2 separate regions of the Bos taurus genome follow, and region 2 is linked to region 1. The links are chromatin contacts, called in public Hi-C maps. All regions are on one chromosome and are shown on one strand. The core of a region is the stretch at or near the end of the contact, and the rest is flanking DNA. Distances in the headings are between cores, read along the strand shown. Region 1 holds the start of ZNF189 (zinc finger protein 189). Region 2 holds the start of RNF20 (ring finger protein 20).

The links. A called contact is a pair of places that touch in the nucleus more often than the background predicts.
Region 2: a Hi-C map of liver shows a contact between it and region 1, with 4 times the contacts expected there. The contact joins the promoter of RNF20 here to the promoter of ZNF189 in region 1. A contact is called at or near these places in 2 of 11 Hi-C or Micro-C datasets (liver and skeletal muscle).

What each region holds. Positions count from the first base shown.
Region 1 is chr8:91,118,935-91,126,202 of ARS-UCD2.0, forward strand. ZNF189 (zinc finger protein 189) reads left to right here and starts at 1,722. Exons shown (of 3, transcript NM_001099113.1): 1 at 1,722-1,904; 2 at 2,597-2,681. The coding sequence starts at 1,872. MRPL50 (mitochondrial ribosomal protein L50) reads right to left here and starts at 1,345. Exons shown (of 2, transcript NM_001046180.1): 1 at 1,225-1,345. The coding sequence starts at 1,316.
Region 2 is chr8:91,275,739-91,283,121 of ARS-UCD2.0, forward strand. It overlaps RNF20 (ring finger protein 20), which reads left to right and starts at 1,281. Exons shown (of 20, transcript NM_001081587.1): 1 at 1,281-1,339; 2 at 2,401-2,555. The coding sequence starts at 2,427. It overlaps LOC101906606 (a long non-coding RNA gene), which reads right to left and starts at 858. Exons shown (of 5, transcript XR_009495665.1): 1 at 519-858.

The DNA.
Region 1 (7,268 bases), core at 472-2,971:
GATTTAAGAGATAATAAATACTAACCAAAATACAGGGAAAACAAGGACTTCCCTGGTAGTGCAGTGGATAGGAATCCACCTGCCAATGCAGGTGACATGGGTTAGATCCTTGGGATGGAAATATCCCACATGCCAAGGAGCAACTAAACCCACGCGCCACAATTATTGAGCCTATGCTGTAGAACCCAGGAGTTACAACTCCTGAGCCTACATGCTCTAACTCCTGAAGCCCCGGCACCTAGTCTGTGCTCCACAAGAGAGAAGCCACTGCAATGAGAAGCCCACACAAGGGAGCGGAGAGCTGCCCCGACTCCCTGTGACTACAGAAGTCTGAAAGCAGCAAAGAAGACCTAGTGCAACCAAAAATTAAATAAACAAATCACATATAAAAAAAGAATCAAAACAAAATGGAACAGAAGGAAAGCTAATAAAACATGAGCTGATGAGAAAAATCCCTTTGGGTTGAAAAAGCTTTTGTTGGAAACTTAAGAGCTTATACAGTGTTTCTTGAGGTTCCTACAAATCTTCATGTCCTAACACTAGTCACAGACTTACTTTCACAAAATTTCTGCCCTGCAGAAAAAGCAGCAGATGAGGAGAGTTAAGAGACCGGGATTCCTGATCCAGCCCTGTCATTAACTTGCTTTCTGACTTTTAGCAAAATATTGCTATTTCCTTCAGGTGCAGGCTCGGTTTACTCTTGCCAAAGCACTCACGCTCTGAGAAGGGACTCTGTTTCGCTGCTGCATCCTATATAAAGAAATGCTGGGCCAGGGCAGTGGTTTAATACCTATTTGAGTAAATCAATGCGCGGACAAAATGAGGACACTGCACTCTGAATCTTTCTTGTGAATAAATACACCCCAAATGAATTTAGTTCAGCGAACACTTTCACATTCATGTTCTAAGTTGCCCGACACCACACTATATTCCGCGTCTGGAACACGTGGTCAGTAAGTATGGTTTACCTAATAAATTAACAAGTGAAACGGAAGGAGAAGGGGGCGGTATTTCTGTTCTAAGATGAGTAAACTCGGGGCACACGAGGTGGACCCCACCACTCGCGGAAACAGGAGCTGAAGCTTCTGAACTCAGAACCCTCACGCACTTTCTCATCCTTTCTCTGGTAAGGCGCAGGACCATGGTCCTGTCTTAAGTTCATCATTCTCAGTTCCTCTCCTTACTTTCTGTGAGCATGACCCACGGTCTAACCTTCCGCTTTACCTGAGTCGAGACCAAAATTCTCTGCGTGGCGCCCCTGAAGCTACCACTGTGAGGCTTTTTCTGCCAACGCCGGCCACCCAGAGCGCCGCCATCTTCGGGGAGACCTTGGTAACAGAGCTCCACCCGCGGGAGGCAGAGGCACGCGAAGATCAGCCAGTAAAATGTAAGCTTAGTGGCATGTGTCCTTTTCCGGTTGAGACTTACCCAGGCTCCCTCGCCTTTTGCACTCCGGGAAGTGTAGTTCGGTCGCCGTGGCCGTGGCAGGGTGCACCCCAGCGCTCTCTCAGAGCATGACGGGAGTTGTAGTTGAGGGGCGTCCCGGGAAGGTTCCCGGTGACGCCTTCTGGTCTGGGGGCGGGCGGTCACAGAGCAGGGTTCCTGAAAGCAGCAGGAACTGGCAACCGGGAGGCGGCTCTAGCGAGGCCTGGAAGCCTGCACAGCTAGGCAGGGGGGTGCGGGGTGGGGGCGGCCAAGTAGCGCTTCTGACAGGCTGCTGGGGTCGTGACCGCTCGGGGCAGGACCTGGCCAGATCCAGCCTAGAGGCCTCACTTTCTTCGGGCCTAATATTCAGCGGCCGGGTAGGCCTTGCCAGGGCCTCCTTTTCGTGCGGCCACCCGGGATTCCTGCCCTGATTTTCTGTCTAAGAGATGGCCTCGCCGAGTCCCCCGCCACAGCCAAAGGTAAGTCGCCCCTCGGAGTATTCCTGTTCTCTCGCCTTTACCTAGCTCGCTAGGCCGCGCCACCGCCCCCACCCCCCTTTTCGGGTCTTTAGGGCCAGCGCGGTGCAATGAAGTACCCTCTAATGTACTGGGGAGCCCTTCGCGATCACACTGCCCAGTGGCTCCTTTTTTCAAGAGCGACTTGATAAATCTAAAGAAAATTAGTAATGCTCCAAACTAGCGTTTTCATTTATGAGTTCTTCCAGGTGAGGTTATTCTACACCTGCCCCATGCCTGGATCCAAAGTAGACGCTTAGAAAAATTAACATAATTGAGTTGAAAAGGGTCGTAATTGAGTTGGAACGGGATGAGGAGGTGCAGGAAACTTGGGAAGGCCTCAGTGCAGCTTACTAAAAGTAAATTATTAGGGCATACTGGGTAAACCTTATCCATAAGCTCCTCACTACAGAGGACAGAGATCCAGCTGTGTTTTCCTCTAATTTGAGGTGTCCGAATTCTGTCTGTTCCCAGAATTGAGTCTCATTTGTAACTCTTAGTTATCATGTTCCTCCTAGCCTACTCGGCCCTGATAAGTGGTTGTTTCTGCTACTTTCAGCGGTAGAATTGTCCTTGAGACAACAAAACTGACTACAGAAATCATACTATTTCAGGGCTTGCTGACATTTGAGGATGTGGCTGTGTTTTTTACCCAGGAGGAGTGGGATTATCTGGATCCAGCTCAGAGAAGCCTGTATAAAGATGTCATGATGGAGAATTATGGAAACCTGGTCTCACTGGGTAAGAATCTGCTGTTTCTTGGATCAAAATAGCTAAGAAACTGTAAGAAAGCAGAACACATGAACTAGTACCATACCAAATGGCTTTGTTCCAAGGCTCCAATTCAGACCTTTCAGCCATGAATTGTTTCCATGGCTCTCATCCCTACCGTCCTTACAGTGACCAAAATACAAGCTTTTCTGGCTTCCATCCTCTTAATCTCATTCCCATATTGCTCTGTACTTTGCCTCCTAGCTCATCTTCCCACTGCTTTCCTCCCACCCCTTTTCACTCTGCCTTCTGGAGCCCCTGTTTCTCTTCACATGGTGTTCCCTACCCCTCCTGGCCTTAACTGAAACCTGGCACTTTCCCAAGGACACTACTTCTCTGGCAGGGGCGGCTTATTCTCCCACATCCTCTTCCTTCCCCATCTTTTGTCTCAGGGCTGAAAGGGAAAAATAATTGTTCTAACTTTTTCAGTACTGTTCCCAAAGCATTAGTTTTCTACCTTCAAACGTAATTTCTCTTTTGAGGTCTCAGCTGTCTTGCTCTACCCTCTTAATTTCTTTTCACTATCATCTGTCAATTTATTTATTTTATTATTTTTTTTTTGGTGTCTCACACATAGATTTTGTCACATTTCGGAATCTTCTCTCTGTTAACCCACACCATCATGCAGTCATTACTTCTGTCTCACTATATCTTCAAGGACCCTGCTTTTCCATTCTTATTAAGCACTTCACATCAATGATCACACCCTCAATTTTGTTATAACAGGCAAATTTTAAACCCCAATATCTTGTATTTTGACTAATAACCTTAGTCTTTCTCAGGTAGTAGATGTTTATTGACTATAACTAAACAAGTCAACAAAACAGACATGATCTCTGCCCATGTGGAGCTTACTATAACTTCCTACCTGTCTACCTTTTCTCCTTTCCTACTGAACCTGTTTATTCTTAATCTTTCCTGTTCCTTGACTTCCTTTTTTCCTCCCAGGCTCTTAGTTCCCTCCTGCTTCACCTTCTCATCTAACCATAGCTGCTGCTGCTGCTAAGTCGCTTCAGTCATGTCCGACTCTGTGCAACCTCATAGATGGCAGCCCACCAGGCTCCCCTATCCCTGGGATTCTCCAGGCAAGAATACTGGAGTGGGTTGCCATTCCCCCCTCCAGTGCATGAAAGTGAAAAGTGAAAGTGAAGTCACTCAGTCATGTCTGATTGCTAGCGACCCCATGGACTTCAGCCTACCAGGCTCCTCCATCCATGGGATTTTCCAGGCAAGAGTACTGGAGTGGGTTGCCATTGCCATCTCTGCTAACCCATAGATCTATATATAAAATGATCACCAGCATGCTGTCTTGCCACTTTGTCATTATGTTCTACCCATTCTGCAAACTTGAAGTCCTGTACTGGTTATAAAATCTGCCTTTTTCTCTTACCTGATTTGCTGAACACAGCAAGAGAAGTTCTGTAACTGAAAGAATTGATGCCCTGCATATATACAGGTGGTTTCCTTCTGGATATAAAAACCCAGTGGTTTTATCAGCAAATTTTTTTATAATTGATTTGCTCCTACCCCTGCTTCTTTTAGTGACTGTTTCAGAAACTTTGAGTTTTCCTTGGGTTCATCACTCAGTGGTGGACCTCACCTTCTGTTTCACAGAGAAGATAGAGACCACCACACATGAACTCTCAAGTTTTCTACCCCTCATTGCACACATAAGGTTGCACATTCTCCAAGAATGTATCAGTCTTCCCCCGCCACCCCCCACCCGTGTAATTTGATGATAGGTATGTTCATGGCGCCAGAACAGTCTTTCTTGCTGCTCCTGTAACCTACTACTTATTTGCTTCACAGCCAGATTTTTGTAAGAGTGGTTAATGTGTATTCTCTACTTTTTTACTTCCCGTTATCTCTAAGCCTCTTTTTGTACCTCTGCCACTTACCTTCAGTTGTTTAACATTCATCAGTAATGACCCAGTTGTCAAATACAGTAGATTCTTTTGGGACTTCCATTTCTTTATAGATATTTGAAACTCTTTATTGCTTCCTTCTATTTCTTTGCATTCTCAGACTTTCAGTCTATAAACCTACCTTGGCAGATCTTAGTTACACTCAGGTAATCAAGTATGTCATGATAAGTCTCAAATCTTTATCTCTACTTAAGTAGAGAGAAAATATGGAGCCTAGCTGCCTAAATAAAAATCCCAATTCCACTACTTATAAGACTTGTGACCATGGGTGAATTACTTAACCTTTCTGTGCCTGTTTTCTTTTTTTATATAAAAATGGAAATAATAATAATCCTAATCTTAGGATTATTGTGAGCATTAACTCAGTTAATATATGTAAAGCATTTAGAACACTGACAGACACGTATTAAGTACAATGTATAAATGTCAATTGTTAGCTTCATCATCATTGTCATTATCTTCTCTGTTGAACTCCAACTTCTTAGTCATCTCCTTTTGAAGACCACATAAGTAACTCACATCTGGCAGATCTCAAATTATCTACCAAGATATAAGGGCCTCCTCTTCAGAATTCAGTACTCCATTCTCTGTGCTGTCTTTTATACACTTCCATTGTTGAATTTATTATAGTGTACCGTAATTATTATGTTATATCTCTATGCAGACTGATCTTCAAGAGGATAGTAACTGTATTCTTTCATTTGATTTCTCCAACACTTAGCACAGAGCCAGGCATATTATATGCTTCTTAAATATTTGGGTGACTGAGTGAGTATACTTAAGACTCAGTATCTTTTGACAAGATTATTGCACTAGCTTGTAATCTAGCCCCTTGCCTCCAGTCTCCCTTTCTTCTAATATATTCTCTTTATTGCTACCAAACTGATTTTGTGTTAGTTAACTGCTTACAACTTCTGGTGATTTCTGACACCTTAAAGGATTAAAAAACAAAAAAAAAATCTTAATTTCTTCTCCTGTATACTGGAACCACCTTATATAGCTCCTGTGTAGCTTTCTAGCCTCATCTGTTGTTTTCAGCATACGACTTCATTCTCCAGCCACATCAGATGCTAGGTTTTTTTTCCATTATGCTATGGTATCTCTGAGTCACTGACAGCTTTTTCCACCCATATAGTGTCCTGGTTGATAATATCAGGTGAATGCCCAGCCTTGCCTGTGCCTAGTATTGTAAAATAGCAGTGAGCCCATCTGTGATCTGCGTTCAGGCTCTCTTCTTTATTGTAGCTGAAATGCAGCTTTTCATGAGTTATTATTTCTTCCTCCACAATCTTTTCATCTTCCTGTATAAATTCTGTATCTACCCCCTTGATTTGTGCTCCCTTGATGAGAGATTATGGTTACTCAACTATTCCAGTGTAGTGTTTTCTGGCATTTCATCCTGTTACTCTACTTAACACAGCTTGTCTAGCTTGGTAATTTTGCCTCTTCAGTCATACCTATCCTTTCCATGCTGATTTTTCTTTAAAACCTGCAATAACTACATTGATGACAGCTTGATCTCTCACTTCTTGACCTTTCAGTTCTTTCAATTAATGTAGACTTCTTCAGTTTTGATAACTTCTCTCCAGACTGCTAGAGCCAGATTGGACCTTAGTCTCTTTCCAAATATTTATTCAACTGCTCATTCATTCAATAAATAAATATAAAGCATTGTGGTTGGCCTAAAAATGCAAGTCCTTCCCCATTCTCTTATTGTTTTGTTTTGTTTTTTTCCTAGAAAACTGAGAGAACTGCACTTTGAGGCACCTGTTTACTCTAGAAAAATTAGCTATGACCAGAGGATGGGAACATACAGTACAAGCATGGCAGGTACCTCAGAAGGTGGTTACAGCTACCAAGCCCAGGTCTAATTGCTAGTCATTCCCAGGCTGCTCTGTTTGGCAGCCTAGATTCACTTGTTTTACATGTCTCTCTATTTGACCTATTTGTTTTCATGCTAGTGCCTCTGTGTTTTATTTACTTTAGCAATATATTATATTTCATGTCTGGTAAGATAAAGTCACTCTTACATTCTCTTTGAGGTTATACAGTTGACCCTTGAACAATATGGGTTTGAAATGTGAGAGTCCGCTTGTTTGTGAATTTTTTTCACTAAATATGTACTACAGTACTATACAATCTGCAATTGACTGAATCTGTAGGTGCAGAACCATGGATATAGAGGGCCAACTTTAAAGTTATATGTACATCTTCAACAGAGTGGAGGATCAGTGCCCCTAACCTTCATGTTGTTCAAGGGTCAGTTGTACTTAACTAGTTTTCTGCATTCTTCCAGTTGAAATTTAGATTCATTGGGGTTTTTTAATTGGTTCATGGGATTTTGGATTGAATAGTTGTTAGTTGGTTTGGGAAGAAGTAAAAGCCTTGTAATATTGACTCTCTTTGGCAATTGGTTGATTCTAGTTAACTGTCTTATGTCCTTCAGAAAAATTGTATGGATTCTTTTATGGATCTTGCATTTCTTGTGAGATATATTCCTAGGCCTTATGGTTTTTAATATGAAGAGCATATTTCTTTTCCTATAATATTTATTAACTAGTTATTCTTGGTAGTAAGAACCAGTATTTGTTCTATATCTTAGTCCTTTCATAGCTATTATATTTCATTTAAT
Region 2 (7,383 bases), core at 31-2,530, 160 kb after region 1:
CAGGCTTCTGCTTCACCCAAAGAGTTTATTTGGAACCAGTTGCCTCTTTACCACTGGGCAAGTGTTCTAAGTATCAGGAAACATGAACGCTTGTTTCCCACTGTTTACATTCTGACTCTACTGGGTACTTTTTCATACCTCTGTGAGGCATACAGCTTTTCATCAATAAATTAGTTTGATTACCTTCCTATCATTAAAACACATTCAGTTTAATTGAGTGGAAAATAGCAGTTTGTTATTAACTAAAATCAATGCTTAATTAGAAAACAACTTATTGATTTATGTTTATTTATTCCCTGGTCAATTTCTTGTTGAAAAGATACACAAAGGTCGTAACTGTCAATCCCGTTTGCACATTAGAATCTCGTGGGGGTGGGGGAGAGTTGGGGAAATGCTTTTTTTTTTAATGTGGATGCCCAGGCCCTACACAAGAGGGACTAAAACTCCCCAAGTGATTTTAATGTGTAGACGGAGCTGTCATACATTTCCCTGTAATAGTTACAACCTTCTAAACTTACCGAATCTCTTGGGTTTTCTCCAGAACCTTTCATTTCAGCAAGAAGGGGCTCACAGTAATATTTTCCCGAGATGTCTAAAAGTTAGTCCTTTCCCCTGGGGATTGACGGCGCCATCAGCCAATCGCCAGTCTGAGGAGAACCAATAATAGGTAACAGAACAATAGGCACTGTAAACAAAAGGTACTCAGGTTAAAAAAAAACAACAACAAAAACAGTCGGGGGGGGGGGGCGGTGCTTAAGGGCTTCCCTGGTGGCTCAGCTGGTAAAGAATCCGCCTGCAATGCGGGAGACTTGGGTTCGATCCCTGGGTTGGGACGATCCCCTGGAGAAGGGAACGGCTACCCACTCTAGTATTTTGGCCTGGAGAATTCCATGGACTGTATAGTTCATGGGGTCGCAAAGGGTCGGTCACGACTGAGCTATTTTCACTTTTCACAGTAAAAAAAAAAAAAAAAAAAACAAGTCGCGCAGTAGCAATGGTTAACAAACGGGAAAAAATCTGGGACGTTTCCTCTGACGTCAGCGAGGCCTCGATTTAGCGGCCGCCGGGCGCCCAAGAGCTGCTAGACAGAGCTTACTTCCGGAAGCGGGGCGCCCTCGATTCGCGTCACTTCCGCCCGGTTGAGTCTTGTCCTTCACGCTGCCAGATTGAAGCGACTTCCTCTTTTCTTTCCCTTCTTCCTCCCCTTGGATCCGCCTCCCGGAAGCTTCGCTGGGTCTTCACTTGTGGGTTAGGGGTGAGAGGTGGGAGGGCTACTCGGACCTTGGTGAATAACTGCCCCGAGTTCCACTCCCGGGCGGCGCAAGTTGGAAGAACTCAGGTCAGATCTCGGCCAAGGGCGGGACGGGACTCAGCGGGCAACGGGAATCCCCACCCTCTTCCGCTCCAAGGCCTCCCTCTCCCGGGCCTGTAATTGGCCTCTCCGAAGGCTGGGTCCTTGGCTCCTCTGGAGTCGGATTGAGGCTATTGTCCTCCTCCTTTCTCTCCAGGCGAGGACCCACTCTGGTCGCTGCCACCAATACCCTTCTGGAGCTTCAGTTGGAAGCAGAGTTGTGTGTCGTCTCGGTGATGGCAGGGCTGATACCTTCAGTAGCAAAGTGCTTTAGCATCTATTCCGCTTCTTTTGAGCTCCGAAACCCTGGGAGGCGAGTAGAGCAGAGAGAGTATGTGGTCACTTGCATTGTGCATATCAAGAATTCCTTTCCAAGGCTCTCTAAGAATTAGTACTGGGATTCACACCCAGATCTAGCTTCTCTAGGGTGACACAAATTGGTGGGGAGAGCGTTTAGAAATAAGGAAACTGCAAATATAAAAAGGAAAGTTAGCATTTCTGAGTGCATGCTTCGTGTACGGCCTTATGCTAAAGTCTTTCTGTACTTATTCATTCCTTATGAGGAGCATAGGAAGCATATACTGTTGTTATTTCTGCTTTAGGAAATTGAGGCTCAGAGATGATATATGGCTTGTTCAGTATTAATAATTAAGTAGACATCTCCCAGGTCTCTTCCAGCTCTCTGATTCTCCCAACACTAAAGAATTAATTGATTTTCTATGTTTCTAAATCAAACTATATTTTCAGCTGTTGGCATTTCAGGAAATGAGATGCCTGAAAATTTTCTAAGTCTCTTCATCTTTTGCCCATTATCTTGTATTTTAGTAGCATTCTATTTAGAACTTTGTAGTTCTGTAAATTCAGCTGCGCCTCTTACTTCACAATTTACTTTTCTCTTTCCAAGAGGAACTTGAGGATCATGTTGCTAAGTGTGGAATTAATGGACCCGGGTTAAAGGATTGACAGGAAAAGTTGCTAGTTTTTACATCATAGATGGACTCTAGTTGCTCTCCTTGCCTATCTTACCTAAGATTTTTTTTTGTCTCCAGGAAAAGAGCTATCTTCTTGTGCCACGATGTCAGGAATTGGAAGTAAAAGAGCAGCTGGAGAGCCTGGCACATCTGTGCCTCCAGAGAAGAAGACAGCTGTTGAAGATTCAGGGACCACAGTGGAAACAATTAAACTTGGGGGTGTCTCTTCAACGGTATGTGGAAATAATGCTATGAGAGTGTGCTTTTCTTCTGTCAGTTGCAACCTAGAAGTAATAATTATGGAAGCCTTTTGGAGTAAGGGAAATTGATTTGAAAAGAAGAGGGAGATAAAACAGCCAAAAGTAGATGAAATGATGTGTTGCTCATTTCTGAAAAAGAAATATAATGACATTTGATCTTTGTTTTTAAGGGTATATTCATATTCTTTGAAGAGTCTGGTGCCAGATTCAGCATTGATTGTAGTTATTTAGCAGTGGAAAGCTATACACTGATTTTTCATTCATTGGAAACTAAGGGACCATGTACTAAGAGGCAGTGTAGCAAAATCAATCATTGAGAGAGTGCCTTCTTATTTCCTTTTCTGTAAAATGTAATCATAGTATCTATCTCGTTGGGGTTTTGAGAGGAGGAAATGAAAGGGTTCTTGTTAAGGAACATTACTTTTTAACATGGTAAGTACTCAGTATGTTATCTATTAATAGTTTTTATTGGGCTAGATATTGTGTCTATAATGGTGAGTAAAATAGACATCATCCTTATTGTTATGGAGTTGTCAATTTTTTTAGACAATTATACACCAAAAACTTATAGTAATGTTATATGTCCATTAGACACCATAAACTCACTGTGATAGGTAAGGAGTCTGTATTTTGAAACTTAACCATAGGGATATGGTATAAAAATGCTTTACATTTGTATAACCTACAAAACCGTATCTATTTTTTGAAATTGAGGATCAGAGAGTAATAGGAACACTCAGAGTAAATTGTTGATGAAGTGTAATTTCTGGGTTTCCTGTCTGGGATTCATCAGCCTCCTGTTGCCAGCAGGTGATTTTGTCTTGGCACTGTCTCACGTCACGCATCCTAGGGAAATTTTTTCATTCAATAAATATTTGTTGAGCATCTGTTATTTGCCAGACACTGTGCTTTACACTAAGGACAGCTCCTGGACTTCAGTTTATAGGTTGGCACTGAGAAAAGAATAGACTGTTATGATAGAGTGGGAAATGTGCTTTTCCCGGAGATAACTACATATGCTAAGGGATGCACAAAACACTCATCCCAGTTTGGACTTTATCCAGAAGGCAGTAAGGAGCCACTGGAAAGTTTTAAGCAGGGAAGTAACATGCTCTGACTTAGGTTTTGAGAAAAGACCATAAGGGAGCTAAGTTTATAAGCAGAAGTTCAGTTAACAAAATTGTTCCCTCGTTCCTTGTCCCTCTTCTCCCTCCTATTCTTCCTCTCTAAGGGTGGGGAGCTGGGACACACATCCACTGATTCCTGCCCCAGCTGGTTGACAGTTGCCCTTGAAGGCAATAACTTCTCTTCTGCACTTCAAGGTTTCTGTTGTAAACCAGCTGAGATTGTGGAACAAAAAACTTTGAGATTGCATGGTATGCTTCAAGTAAGGAACACTGGTGGTGTGACTGGAGCTGTCCACCAGAGCTGTGCTGAAGTCTGGCATGGAATGAAAAAGTGTCTGCTATATGTAGAAGACTGTTGCAATAATCTTGATGAAGGATCATGGTGGCTCAGGCCATTGTGAAGGTAGTGTCAACAAGATTTGTTCGTGGATTGTATGAAGGGTATGAAACAAAGGAGGCAAGATGAGCCCAGGATTTTAAAAGTATGGAGTTTTCACAAGCTGAGCTAGGGAGGTATATGAAAGGAGCAGATTTTGGGGAGCTGTTGGGGGGAATCATAAGTTTGATACTGGACTATAAATCTGAGGTATTTATTAGACCTATGAGTGGACAGGTAGTTGGATGAGGTGATCTGCAGTCTGTGGAGAGGTCTTGGCTAAAGCTGAACATTTCTGAAGCATTGTAGATGGAATTTAAATCCATGAGACAGGTAGTTGGATGAGGTGATCGGCAGTCTGTGGAGAGGTCTTGGCTAAAGCTGAACATTTCTGAAGCATAGTAGATGGAATTTAAATCCATGAGATTATAGGCTCTCCTGTAAGGAACAAGCATAGATAAAGAGGTCTGAGAACAGGGCCCTGGAGCAGCAACACTTCGTGTCAAGGAGATGAGACGAGGCTGACCGAAGAGGGGCCACTGAGGTAGGAGGAGAACAAGAGAGGGTGGGATCCCAGAGGCCAAAGGAGGAAAGAGTTTCAAGAAGGAGTTGATCAGGGGCTCCTGATGGGTTGAGAAAGGGGAGGACTGAGACTTTAGATTTAGTAATAGAAATTGCACTGGAGACTTAACAAGGACTGCATTGGTGGAGTGGTGGCAATGGCAGCCTGATTACAGTGAGCTTAAGAGAATGTGTGAGGAGAAGAATTAGGGGAAAGAGGTAGAGATGTTGCTTTGGAGGAGTGTTGATGTAAAGTAGAACCAAGAAAATGGGGCCTCAGCCCAAGGGAAATTGGGGGTTGAGGGAAGTTTTTGTTTTTTGTGTTTTTAAAGTAGGAGATATTATGGCATTTTTATTTATTGGCGAAATGATTTGACAGGATAAATTTGATCCTGCAGGAGAGCATGGCTGCCCATTCTAGTATTCCTGCCTGGAGAATCCCCATGGACAGAGGAGCCTGGTGGGCTACAGTCCATGGGGTCACAAAGAGTTGAACACAACTGAGCGACTAAGCATAAACTTAATGATGTAGGAGAAAGAGAAAGCAGTTACTGGTTCTATTCTCTCTCTTGAACAGAAGAGAGAATGTAATATAATGCACAAGGTGGGGATGGGGCCTTAACTAGGAGAGGAACACAAGGGATGTGGGTTCAAATATAAGTAGGTCAGTAGTTGGGCTTGTGGGTAATAGATGTGGACATGGTTTTCTGATTGCTTCTATTTTTTTTCAGTGAAATCAGAAGCAAGACTCATCTGAGAGTGAGGATGGGGGAGAAAGTTTTGGAGGTGTGAAGAGACAGGAGAAGGTACGAAGTAGTCATCTTGAAGAGAGTATGGACTAGAGAGATGGGGTAGAGTTGCTGGACAGCACCGAGAAAGAGTTTAAACTGAGGCCAGTCAGCATGGTGCTTTATTTATTTATTTATTTATTTTGTTAGTCACATTCAGCTTCATGGATATAGGTGGAGAATAGGACGTTACCAAGGTTGGGGTTTTTAGTAGGCACAGATAGAGTCAGGGAGGAGAAGGTTATAAAACAGTGTGACCAGTCATGGAATTTAAGTTTGATTAAGAAGGAAGCAGGAGAAGGCAATGGCACCCCACTCCAGTACTCTTGCCTGGAAACTCCCATGGACGGAGGAGCCTGGTAGGCTGCAGTCCATGGGGTTGCGAAGAGTTGGACATGACTGAGCGACTTCACTTTCACTTTTCACTTTCATGCATCGGAGAAGAAAATAGCAACCTGCTCCAGTGTTCTTGCCTGGAGAATCCCAGGGACGGTGGAGCCTGGTGGGCTGCCGTCTCTGGGGTTGCACAGAGTTGGACATGACTGAAGCAACTTAGCAGTAGCAGCAAGAAGGAAGCAAGGAAGTAAGAGGAGTGAAGGACGTAGGTTTAGGATGAAGATATAGGACCATTGGAGTGTAGATCCTGGAGTTGCTGAAGAATGAATGGAGTCAGAAACCTAGAGAGAATGAGCTGCAAAATTGTGGAGAATGAGGTGTTGGAAATTGAGTTTACAGAGAACATCCAAGTATAGCTAAGTCTAAGACTAAGACTAACTGGGAGTTTGGTGGCTGAGGGAGCAAAAGGACAAGATCATTGGAGGAGAGGAGGTCAGGGTACAGGATCTGAGATGCAAGAAAGATCATCTATATGGGAATTGAAATTAGTAAGAAGTACATGAGTAGTAGTGGAGAGAGTGATTACATGCCAGGTGCTAAATCTTCAGGAAATGTGGAGAAGTGACGTGGGCATTTGTAGATGAGTGCAGCAAGGCAGGGTGGTGGGTGGTCCAGACTGGCGGCATGATCTGCAAAGCTAGGAGGTTTTAGGGAGCAAATAGACAGTGGCTTAGAAGTGGCAGTGGAGAATAAGGAGGACACCTGCCTGTCTCCAGGCCCAGGGCTTCAAAGGGTGTGGGAGAGAAACAGCCACCACTGGAGAAGCCTGTAGGAAAACAGTGTTCTCATCCAGGTTTCAGGTGGAGTAAGAAGGGGAAGGTGATACTCAGAAAAGTTAGAGATGTCATTTATTAATAGTATTCATAAGCTGGTACAGTTGGGAAACTGTTGACTATTTTGGTGTATCAAGAATGTTTTATCAAATAGAAGAGAGAAAATTAAAGGGAAACAAGAAATTGGTGCTCTAATAAATGATTCTTACTTTAAAATAGTCATTAATTTCTAGGTAAAGTAAAAGTGTAATCCTTTCAACACGCTGTTTGTTTGCCTGAGGTTCTTCCTCCCTACTCGCTACCCTCCCACCCCCACCAGCTTCTGCTCAGAAAGAGGTTAAAGGTACTGAGAGGGGTGCACTGTTATTGATGGAGTAACATTTTTGCAGAAACAAAAGAGAACGTGATCCTGAGCACAAGTTGAGGTTTTAGAGTATGGGCATAGGTTGGCAAACTGTGTGAATGGATCTAGGAGAAGGGGAATTGAAGAACTTTCCATCTGATGGCTTCTATTTTCTCTTTAAAATAGGAAGCAAAGTCACCTGCTTAGTGTGATTTGAGAGCAGATAGGGTTTCGTAGTTTGACTCTGCTTCGATGTAGAATAGGAGCTAGTTCACCTGTTAAAGAAAGAAACATTTTTGGACAAATGATGAAATCTGTTCAGGTTAGAACTCACTTTATAAAGGTGCCAGTCTCCCTAGTTTAATGACCCTATCTAGAAGTCTCATCATGCTGGGTGTAGGAATGGAGGAGTCCAATATGTGGATTGATTCAGAGTA